2 separate regions of the Callithrix jacchus genome follow, and region 1 is linked to region 2. A link is a contact called in public Hi-C data. All regions are on one chromosome and are shown on one strand. The core of a region is the stretch at or near the end of the contact, and the rest is flanking DNA. Distances in the headings are between cores, read along the strand shown.

Evidence for each region. Hi-C and Micro-C count contacts between places; a contact is called where the count stands out from the background.
Region 1: a contact with region 2 is called in a Hi-C map of skeletal muscle, with 6 times the contacts expected there. The contact joins the promoter of MAP4K5 here to the promoter of L2HGDH in region 2. A contact is called at or near these places in 2 of 3 Hi-C or Micro-C datasets (both in skeletal muscle).

What each region holds. Positions count from the first base shown.
Region 1 is chr8:85,073,843-85,079,484 of calJac240_pri, forward strand. It overlaps MAP4K5 (mitogen-activated protein kinase kinase kinase kinase 5), which reads right to left and starts at 2,835. Exons shown (of 32, transcript XM_078334875.1): 1 at 2,662-2,835; 2 at 2,205-2,426. The coding sequence starts at 2,312.
Region 2 is chr8:84,839,672-84,846,219 of calJac240_pri, forward strand. It overlaps L2HGDH (L-2-hydroxyglutarate dehydrogenase), which reads right to left and starts at 2,960. Exons shown (of 8, transcript XM_054239920.2): 1 at 2,745-2,960. The coding sequence starts at 2,884. It overlaps DMAC2L (distal membrane arm assembly component 2 like), which reads left to right and starts at 3,080. Exons shown (of 6, transcript XM_035260460.3): 1 at 3,080-3,221; 2 at 6,087-6,122.

The DNA.
Region 1 (5,642 bases), core at 1,585-4,084, 230 kb after region 2:
ACAAAGCAAAATATAAAGTAGGAAAAAAGATGGAGAGGGTGTAAAATAAAGAAGGAAGGAAGCAAGCCATATGGTAGGGGGCAGGGGAGACATTATGAAGAGAGGAAATAGCAAGGACAAAGACCCAAAGATAGGGAGATGGTTATTATGTTTAAGAAGCAGCAAGCAAGCCAGGGTCACTAAAGCATAATGACTAAAGAGAGTGGTAGATGAGGCTGGGAAATAAGGGTGAAGGGCTAGGTCTTGCCCAGGAGCATCTGAGTAAGGCTTTCAAGCACAGGTATTACAGCAATTGGTGGCAATGGAGGGGTGAGAGGTGATTCCAAGCAATTAGAACAAAGGTAAACAAAAGACAAGGAGCTATGAATGCCTTAAGGATGTTTAGAATCAGAAGCGGCCTAGTGTGCAATGAATATACATGTAAGTGTGAGGAAGCAACACTATGAAGGTAGAGGACCACGTGTTGAGGGGTGAAGGTAGAGTGTGATGAATATTCAGTTTCTGATCCTCAGTTTGGGAACTGCAGAAAGAGGCTAGGACAGGAAGGCACCAGGGTAAAAGGCAGATATTAGCTGCCCCTTAAATATAATCTTTGTTTTCACCGGCATGAATAAAAGCCTGCTCCAGACAGTCGCTTTAGTTAACGATCTATGAAGAAAAAGGGTGGAGGTCTTAAGATCTCTGTAGGGAAAACACTCAAACTTTTATTGTAGTAGGGAGAAGAGAATATATACACCAAGTATAATTTATACTATTGTAAATTAACATGAACTAAATTGAACTGGTCTAACACACAATGAATCATAGACAAAGATGACTAAAAAACGAGATTGAGAAAGGAAACAGGAATTTCAATTTTCTAAAGAGCATTCCACAAAATGGCTAATCCCTGGATAAACAACTAAGTTAACTACCTCTCATTTTACATAAAGAAGAGGATTGTTATAATCATTGAACATTTTGAGTTAAAGAGCTGGGACCTTACTCACAATTCAACACCCCAGTACCTCTAACAGTGCCTGGTACAGAAGACTCAAACTCTTGTTTAAGGAATAAAAAGCCTCTCCATTAGTTTATCACAGGAGAATCAAACAGTGCTAGAGCTATAAAACCGCCACCTTGAAATGCTAATATTAATAGAGAGGAAATTAAACGCAAGTAAATAGAAAGAGGGGAACCACCTATGCAAAAGAACAACATAACCCCAGAGGAATTTACTGGTTAATTACCCAAATGGAACAAGACCACTTAAGGGATATGCAAAACTGTTGTTTGGCACAATGGGATACATATCATGATAAAATCCAATAAACAACGCCGCGGCAAAAAAGCAGAGGAGCTTAGCCTTAATACTTGTGGGTTGCACTAATGCTCCCTTTCTGGAACACTGAACAAAAAGCATAAGGCAATATCAATCTCTTTCCTCTGAATTCAAGAACTCAGTGGATTTGGGGAATCGGTTTGCTTCTCTACAAAGTTTTTTAAAATTCTAAATTAGGAGTAACTCACTCTCATCGTTTGTCCCAAATAATACAAAAGAGCACAATACAAAGACAGCAGCTCATATCCACTCATGGTTATGGGATGTTATAAATCCCTGAAAGAAACCGCTAAAGTAAAACAAAACCCAGCATGCTAACATATTTTTATCGTGAACCAAAAACAAACGATGAAACTTCCACCAGGAAAAGCATCTTTTTATATCGGATAATATTTGCATACATGTCACCAATATTAGTTTGCTTACAGTTAAAGGTCAGAGACAGGGTTTCATATGGCTTTTTTAGGTCAAGCTCATTCATTAAAACAAGTTTTTTTTTTAAATGCAAATATCTAAATGTCAATACTCTTTCCTGTCTACCACTTCATTTTTCCATGCTAACATTAGAGCATCCTTCGGTGTAATTCCATAAGCAGATTCAAACTCCCTTCAATACCATAAATAGGCCTTATTAAAAAGCCTTATAAACCACAAAAAAGTACAACAGTTTGCAACCGTGTGGTTAGTTCTGCTTGTTGGTAGCGATTAGAACAAGCTATGAGTCCAGGGTGCTCAGAACCGAGTAAAAGGGATTCCGGCCGCTTTCTCCCCAAGAGGCAACAATAAAAGCATCCTCCCCTCGCCCCAGTACTTCGCCGGAAAGTGGCTTCTATTCCCGGGACCCAGTCGACAGCAGGAAAAGGGCCCGGCCAGCCCCACTCACCTTGTAGACGTCCCCATAGGTGCCGCTGCCGACCCTCTGGACAAGCTCGTAGTCCTGTTGCGGGTTCCGCCTCAGGATGTCCGCGGCAGGCCGCAGCGGGGCCTCCATCTTCGCTTAGGGCCCGGCCCCCGCCGGCTCGGCCCGCGCCTCCCCGATTCCCGCTAACAAGCACGAACGGCGCCGCTTCCCAACATGGAGCCTCCGCCCGCAGCTCTGCCTGCACTAAACACGAGCAAAGGCGGGTCGGCGTCGTGGGATATGGCCCCGAGCGGCCCGCGCCCCCGCGGCCCAGCCCCTTCCCTTCGTTCCGCCAGGGGCTGTAGAAGAGAAACGGGCCTGAAAGGGCCCCTGGCGCCCCGTATCCTCGTTCGGGCTGCGGCCCTTCCCCCACCCCGGCCGCCCGCGAACTGCCTGGCCGGGCCTCCTCCCCTGCCGGGGCCCAAGGCCGGTTCCGTACCTGATGGGGGCGGCCCCGTTCTTTGTTGAGCGCTGAGTCCGGGACCTACTTCCTAGACCGCTCCCGCGTCCCCCTCCCCCGCGCCGACTGGCAGCTCCGGGTTTCCCGACGCCGCCGCCGCCGCCACTCAGCCGCTGCACCGCGCGTCCTCTCGGAGGCGGCGGAGGCGCGTACGGTTGCCGCCGCCGCCGCCGCCGCACCACGTTCCCCACCCGGGGCTGCGTCACCGGGAGACACGTTCCCGGCCAGCATGGGTCGGCGCCCAGCGGCCCGCCCGAGCGCTCTGGCCGCGGGACCAGAGTGCCGCCCTGAGGCCTGCTGAGGACACGACACCCTCCCACCGCGCCACCGCGCCCCCCTAGCCGGGCGCGTCCTTGCAGGGCCTGGGCTCTCTCCCTCCCACTCTCAGAAATAAGGGACACGCCTGGGCATTCGTGGGCCGGCGTGCCTTGGCTAAACCGTCCGCACATTAGTCAGGTAGGCCTGGAGGGTGACGGGTAGAGGAAGAAGGGCAATGGGAACGCAGCCCTCCAAGTTCAACACGGAAAAGGTACGTTAAGGGCACTGGGCCAGAAGTAACCTGGCAGCGGGGCGCCGAGGAAGGAGGTGGGGACTGCCAGGTTAACTAAGTCTCGGCACACCCTACTGCACCTTCCTGTTTTGCAAACCATTCCCGGTGGTACCAGTTTGAGGCTGCACTGCACACCTGCACAACCTGTCTTCTACTTAGTTCTTCTGAGACATTTCTGAAATCCTGAATTCCTAAAACTGCTCAATGGCCTTTGTCCCTGTTGGATACCAGCAGAGTCTCACCGCGGGTATTGCACCTTTAATGAGGTCAGGAGTTCCGCAAAAGTAAAACAAAGTCAGGGGTCAAAGACTGGTTCTGGTTCTACCACTTCCTCAGTATGTGCTCTGGGACAACACAGCATATTTGGCAACATCTCAGTATCCTTATCTGCAGCTTGAAGAGGATAAGGTTTTGCATCTGACACCCAAGAAAGTGTTTATAAAGGGTTTTACAGGCTTGTAAAGAGGGTTATCGAATATAAGAGGTTTTAAAATTCTTAACAGTGCACAGCACGTATGGAACAGGAGTTCGGGGAAGTAATTTGGCTGATATTTCACAAGCTGTTTTGCAGTTTCAGTTCCAGTCTTGCTCTCTGAAGGTACAAAGTAAGTTGCCAGTGTTAACGTTATACTGGCTAAGTTATTTCCAGAGCCTCATAGAGATTTTGAACAGAAATGCCAGATAACACTCAGCCACTGCATTTAGTGACTGAAACATAATGAAAAAGCAAGTTGGTGGTGTTGGCATGTGGCTTTGAACATTCCATTTTTAATTCTGTTCTTGAGAAATATCCTCCTTATTGTTGATAATTGTATAATGTAGAAATTAAATTCGCACCTTAACAGGACAGGGGATATATGTATTTTCTTGTGCTCCACACACAAAGGGCACTTATTTGGGGAAGATAAGTAAGCCCAGACTTACATGCTCCATGGACAAAGCCTATGTGTTTGCTGCATTGAAAAAATTGTTGAAGAACAGTTCCTTCTTTCAAAGATTCTTGGCACTTGTTTCGGTGGGCACATACTTTTGGCTTCGATGACTCAAAATCTCTTCAAATGTTCTATTGGTATCTTAGTACTTGTTTACTGTCATAGATTCATTTGGGATTTTTTTCCTCTTGCCCTATAAGTATTTATCCTTTATCTAGTCTGAAATATATTTATTCTTACATATTTATACTTGGATTACTCAAGAGAATTTCAGGCAACCTACAGAAAACACTATGAAACAAGATAAAAATAAGTGGGCAAACCAGTATGAAGTTGAAGAGAAGGAAAATACAAAACCAGAACAACGCAACAAATTGGCCAAGCAGAGAATTTTTTTCTTAATTTTTTTCTTTTTCTTTTCTTTTCTTTTTTTTTTTTTTTGAGATGGAGTTTTGCTCTTGTTGCCCAGGCTGGAGTGCAATGGCCCGATCTCCGATCTTGGCTCACCATAACCTCTGCCTCACATGTTCAAGTGATTCTCCTGCGTCAGCCTCCTGAGTAGCTGAGATTAGAGGCATGTGCCACTATGCCTGACTAATTTTGTATTTTTAGTAGAGACAGGGTTTCTCCATGTTGGTCAGACTGGTCTCGAACTCCTGACCTCAGGTGATCTGCCCCCACCTTGGCCTCCCAAAGTGCTAGGATTACAGGTGTGAGCCATGCTCCTGGCCCAAGCAGAGGATTTTACAGTGTTTTGAATAAACAGTGAAGAGTAACTGATCAAGAAAGAGGCACATATTTTCCTCATGCGAATACTTCAAAAAATTTTATTTAATGAGCCATCTTCATAAAGTAGAAACGGAATGCCCAGTTTGAGACAAGGATAAATATCCTGACAAACCTTTAAGCATGTTATTCTTGAAATACAGCATTTAAAATGAAGTAGGCAATAAAATGTTTGAGGTCATAGGTTTCAACAAGACCCTGGAGTACAGATATTTTATGTTGCAAGTAATGGCAGATCCATATGCTTTGAACATCAACCTAGAGGCAGATAGCATGGAAAAAGTTGAGATTTTATATGGTGGTTCAAAAATGTGTCTGCTATACTCATTATTTTACTTGTACCACAATTGATGCAAAGAGGAAAACGTTTGTTTTATACTAACTCCAAAATAATCTTAAGGATTTTAAAAATACTGGTTGAGTCAGCTGGACGTAGTGGCTCATGCCTGTAATCCCAGCACTTTGGGAGGCTGAGGCGGGTGGATCACGAGATCAGGAGTTCGAGACCAACCTGGCCAATATGGTGAAACCCTGTCTCTACTAAAAATACAAAATTTAGCTAGGCTTGGTGGCGCATGCCTGTAATCCCAGCTACTCGGGAGGCTGAGGCGGGAGAATTGCTTGACCCAAGGAGGTGGAGTGTGCAGTGAGATTGCACCGTTGCACTCCACCTTGGGCAACAGAGTGTGACT
Region 2 (6,548 bases), core at 1,710-4,209:
CTTTTAGGAACAGTAAACAGAGGAAAATTTCAGAGATTAGGCCCTTTCTTTGAAAAGTGATCTAAGTTTCAATTTCAAAATCCTTAGCAAAGCACATAATTTGATCAGAAATGTTACCACACCTATGGCTATATCTGGAAGCAGAAACAGATCCTAGACAACTAGGAATATATATAAGCTTGACAAATCAAATCCTGCATCTTAAATTAATTTGGGCGTCATAGAGGATAAAGTTCCCTCTGTCAGTGCATAATCCTCATAACTTGAACAGGGAGAACCTCTAGGTGACACACAGCAGGTGGTTCTCCTGCAGCAGCTTTAGACTAGATAAAATGGTTGTTAAGGATGATGAATAATGCACACATTTAAAAAGAGAGGGTATAAAAAGAGCAGCACAAGTAAAATGGGATTCTGGGTCCACTACATTAATACTAGTTATTGGCAAATGCTTACAGTAGTCAACTAAAACATTACTAATATGATTAGAGTGTATTTGGAAGTCCAAGCCTTTAAATAGGTTTTTGAAAACATAAGTTCAGTAGATAAAAGGTAAAGCATTCACATTCCACTATAGTTACTTATATTGATTTACAGCCATTGACCCTTTACACAACTTTCACAATAAATAGATCTTCTGTGGACTCCAAAATATCCTGGCTTTTAAAAATTCCACAAGAATAACCATTGTTAAGATAGGATTTTTATTTTCCAAAACATCTTATAATCTTCCACTAAGGTAGGTGTTCAAAACATTTACAAATACTTAATACATTTGTATGTGTATGACTTAATCATATTTTATATACAGTCATCCCTCAATAACCACAGGGGATTGGTTTTAGGACTCCCATGGATACCAAAATCCATATATTCAAGTCTTTTATATGAAATGGCACAGGATTTGCATATAATCTACACACATCATCCAATATACTTTAAGTCATCTCTGGATTATTTATAGTAAATAGTACCACGTAAATGCTATGTGAATAGTTGTTATACTGTATTTTAAATTTTGTGTTTTTTATCGTTTTTTTGCAAATATTTTTGATCCATAGTTGGTTGAATCTGCAGATGCAGATCCCACAGAAATGAGAACCGACTGTAATTTTTTAAACTTATCAAGTTTATATCTATATCAATCATGGCAGTGCACTTATACGACACAGAGGTATCTTTGATACTGTTTTTTTTTTTTCTTTTAAGTTCAACTATGATGTTACGCTTTGTCTTCAAGCCTCGCTTTTCTGTAAAAGGTAGCAAAACCTTCACTTAGAGGGGTGGTCTTAACTTACATAATAATGTTTCTCATCCTTGCTGCCTTTTGGGTTTTTTGTTTGTTTGTTTTTTTAATAAAGACAGAGTCTCCCTTCGTTGCCCAGGCTGGAATGTAGTAGCATGATCTTGGCTCACTGCAACCACCTCCTCCAGGGTTCAAGTGATACTCCTGCCTCAGCCTCCCCAGTAGCTGAGATTATAGGCACACACAACCATGCCGGGCTAGTTTTTGTATTTTTAGTAGAGACGAGGTTTCGCCATGTTGGCCAGGCTGGTCTCAAACTCCTGATCTCAGGTAATCCACCCACCTCGGCCTCCCAAAATGCTGGGATTACAGGCATGAGCCGCCCCTTGCTGCCTTTTGATAATTGTAACACAAAAGCTTGTGGGGAGGTAGACCTTCCACTTAGAATTATTACCTTGGTACAGATTCCCAGCCAACATATTGTTTTCGCAGATTATATTACATCCATCAATAAACTTTTCTTACTTTCAAACATAAAATTATCATAGTGAATGTGCTTTTTCCAACTACATGTGCCGCCCTCACTCCCTCTCCTCAAATCTGAAAGATCACTTTACAGCCCTTAACAACCAGTTCACTAATTGTCTTTGGTATCCCATTCTACTCCCTCCATCCATCAACACGCAGCGCCAGCATCAACTTTCAGAACATCAACATTTAATCACTAGCCTCTTCTTGAAATTCTTTTAAATAGCTTCCCGTGGCTCTTAGAATAAAATTCAACATGTGGTTAAAATAAAAACCTTGCTGTGATGTAACCCTTCTCCCGTGTCATTCCACACCATCTGTCTTCCACTAAGCTCCAGTCACCACCTATGGCCCACCTTCTAGTCCTCAAAATAACCAAAACCTCTCCAAGCCTTACATCCTTCACACAAACTGCCTCTTCTACAGAGGGCAGAGAAAGTGGTTTCGAATGTGACCTCCAAACTATACATCACAGGGCATTGAATTCTGCGGGCTTTGATTAGCCTACGGGCTGCTTCCGACAGGGGCAACTCAGCGGGCTCTGTCAGGAACTAAGACTGTATTCAGATCTTCCAAGCAACCCCAAAGACGCCAGCTATATTTGATTGCTTATACGTGTACTAGGTCCTTTTTATCCTCCAAACGACCACCTACAGAAGAGACTAAGGTCCCAGTCATAACTGAGCCTTCAAGGAGGTTAAGTAACTAGACGAGAGTTCAACAGAAAGTGGACGGGTTTAAAGCCAGAGCTAATCCTGACCTCTACTCCATACACCGCCTTTCCTCCCGCCCGTACATAGAACGAATGAACCCGCAGATTTGTAGTTCCTGGGATGCGAGGCTGGAGCTCCACAGGACCCCAACCTGCCCTCACCCCGGGACAGGGAAGTAGGAACAGAGACACAACTCCAGCACGAGATGGCTCTGCGAGAGGCAGCAGCGCCGGCGGCGGGGAGGACGAGCAGCCACTCACCTGGTGCTGGCGCTACGGCCACCCCCACACAGCGGTCGGGGCCTCCCCGACGCCGGCCCGCACGCCCCGGGGAAGCCCCCGAATAAACCCCCACGGGCCCGTCCGCGGGCACCAACCAAGTAACGCAGCGCTGGCACCATCGCCTGCGCCTGCTGCCCTTCCTCAGCCCTCAGAAGCTACCACTTGACCCTCCACGGCCGGCAACCTGCGCACTGTAGGCCCGCCCCTCATGCGAGGTCCAATGAAGCGCGCGCCTTCGTCCTACGTGGAGAGGCTGCGGTGGCCAATGGGCGCACGCGGCGGAGGGCGAAGGGCAGGCAGGGCGCCGCAGACGCGGGGACTCTGGCTCGCTCCCTCCCACCCTCCAAAGCTGTGAGTAGAGGCGCTAGGCCCTGAGCGGGGCGGGACGAGGGTGGTGGTTGTGTTCTGCCCTCGCCCTTCGCCAACGCTGGGCTGACTGAAAACATGGCCCTTCAGGTAGCGCGTCTTCGACTTCCACCGCCGTGCGGGCAGGGGGCCGCGGGAGAAAGTGTGGGCGGGAGTACCGTGAAAATTCTTGTTAGGGTGGGCCCAGCGGCTTCTTTCTCCTGCTCGACCTCGGCCCCGCCCCTGCCCCGCTTCCGCCCGCTCGGCTCCGCCCCCGCACGAGGCCTGTGGGAGGCGAAGGGGTTGGGCACCCATCGTCTTCATTCTCGGTCCCCTCTGAGTCGAGCGTCCGCTAATAGGGCGCTCCACGTCCGACCCTGGTCCTCGCTCCTCATGGAGGCTTTTTGTCACAGCGAAGACTGACAGCCCGCAGTCTTCTGGACTTCTTTTATGGGGCTCTGAACAGAACAGAAATAGAATGATACAAATTTATTACCAGAAGCTCTTCACGTGCCTGTTAGAATCTTGGTTCCAGTCTTTGGTCAGGTGGCTCCAGGAAATCACTTCACCTCTTTGCCTCAGACGCCTCTGTGAACTAGGAATGATAGCAATGTCTTCCTAATTTTTTTTTTTTTTTTTTTTTTGAGACGGAGTTTCTCTCTTGTTTACCCAGGCTGGAGTGCAATGGCGCAATCTCGGCTCACCGCAACCTCCGCCTCCTGGGTTCAGGCAATTCTCCTGCCTCAGCCTCCTGAGTAGCTGGGATTACAGGCACGCACCACCATGCCCAGCTAATTTTTTGTATTTTTAGTAGCAACAGGGTTTCACCATGTTGACCAGGATGGTCTCTATCTCTTGACCTCGTGATCCACCCACCTCGGGTCTTCCTAATCTTAGGGCTGTTGAGTAGATTACACGAGGTAAGGTTATCAGGTGTTTAGCACAGTGGAGCATTTGCAACCTGATGACATTTATTATGGTCAAAGGATTTTACCACCAGAACAGGGGTACATACTTTGCTTTATTGGTTAAAACAATGTAGAATGTTGCCTGCTGGTTCGATCACAGATGAAAAAGATGGTTATTCAACTTTGTGAAATAATTGTGGATTCCCATGCACTTTGGGAGGCCAAGGCGAGCCGATGACCTAAGGTCGATAGTTTGAGACCAGCCTGACCAACACTGAGAAACCCCGTCTCTACTAAAAAAAAAAAAAAAAAAAAAAAAAAAAAAAAAGGCCGGGAGTGGTGGCGCATGCCTGTAATCCCAGCTACCCAGGAGGCTGGAGCAGGAAAATGGCTTGAACCCAGGAGGGGAGGTTGCGGTGCCTGGGCAACAAGAGTGAGACTCCGTCAAAAAAAAAAAAAAAAAAAAAAAAAAAAAAGGAATAGAGATTCTGTGTACCCTTTACCGAGTCTCCCCAGTGGTAGTATCTTGCAAAACTAGGACAATATCGCAACCAGGTTATTGACATTAATACAATCCATTTGTGCTATAGCTAGAACTTGAGCAACGCCATTTTATAAAAGACAAAGCTGTTTTTCAAAAATAAGTTGTAAAGGCTGCCCCATTAACTGCGGGCCTTGGCTAGTAAATAAGACTGCTAGTTTACTTTGCAGAATGTAAAAAGTAAAGCTGCTTACCTTCTCTTTATCAGTAACTGCCAGAGTTGCTAGCCTTTACTTACCAGTAATAACCAAAATGAGCAGCCCAAAATAATTCCATCCTGGCCCCTACAACCTGTAATAAGTAACTAAAATTTGTAACCCTACCCAGATAAAGTATAAACTAATGTTTATCTTGACTTCTGTAAACCGCTTAAGTAACAATCAGAATAACAAAAGTCCCCTAGCCCTTAAAATGTCCAGATCCCACCCTCCCCAACCCCACCCTCATCTCAGCCCAGGAAGTGATTTACAGAATCCTGTCTGAAGCCTTTCATCCCCATCCCCGCTCCTCACCCCCACTCCCAAGGTGGTTTTACAAGTATAAAAAAGTCTTGTCACCCTTCTTTCTCTGCCACGAGTTAGAGAGACCTAAGTCCTCTATAGTCGCCAGCAATAAACCCTGCAATTTAGCATACTTTTGTCTTAATGTAGACTTTCTATGCTCACTCCAGTATAACACATTGATCTCATTCTGGTTCCTTGTTTTGTATTTCTGTTATTTTTCTGTGTATTTAGTTCTATATGGGTTATCAGGTGTGTAGATTCTTGTATCCACCACCACAGTCAAGGTACAGCACAGGTCCATCACCACAAGGGTCCCTCCAGTTGCCCTTTCATAACCACAACTTCCCTTTGTAGCCTCACCCAATGTTTCTAAAATTTTGTTATACCAAGAATGTTACATAAATGTAGTTATTGTCATTATACAGTATGTAACTTTTTGGGATTGACTAGTTGCATTCAGCATAATCCCTTGAGATACATCCAGATTGTTACATGTATTGGTAGTCCATTCCTTTTTATTACTGACATTCCATAGTGTAGATGAACTACTGTATTGATATGGTTTGACTGACCCCACCCAAATCTCATCTTGAAGTGTAACTTCCACAGTTCCCACATGTCATGGGAACCAGGTGGGAGGTGATTGAATTATGGGAGCAGGTCCTTCCTGTGCTGTTCTCTGGATAGTGAATTAAGTCTCACAAGATCTGATGGTTTTAAAAATAGGAGTTTCACTGCACAAGTTCTTTCTTTGCTTGCTACCATCCATGTAAGATGTGACTTGATTCTCCTTGCTTTCTGCCATGATTGTGAGGCCTCCCTAGCCATGTGGAACTGTATTAAACCTCCTTTTCTTTTCACTTTCGGGTATGTCCTTATCAGCAGCATTAAAATGGACTAATACAAATATATTCAACTGTTCACTCATTGAAGGACATTCGAGTTCTAGTTTTTAACTGTTATCAATACAGCAGCTATGAACATGTGTACAGCCTTTTGTGTTAACTTGTTTTTGTTTCTCTAGGATAAGTGCCCAAGAGTGCAATTGCTGAGTCATATGGTAAGTGCATGTTTATTTATTTTTTTTTTTTCTTGAGACAGGGTCATGCTCTATTGCCCAGGCTGGAGTGCAGTGGTGCAATCTTGGCTAACTGTGGCCTCTGCCTCCTGGTCTCAAGCGATTCTCCTACCTCAGCCTCCCCAGTATCTGGGACTATAGGCACATGCCACCACGCCCTGCTAACTTTCGTATTTTTAGTAGAGATGGGGTTTCACCATGTTGGCCAGGCTGGTCTCCAACTCCTGACCTCAAGTCATCTGCCCACCTTGGCCTCCCAAAGTGTTGGGATTACAGGCATGAGCCACTGCGCTGAGCCTAATTTTGTAAGAAATTGCCAAACTTTTCCAAAGAGGCTATACCACTTTAAGTTCTCACTAGCAATGTTTGAGTGCAGTTTCTCCTCATTGTCATCAGCATTTGATGTCA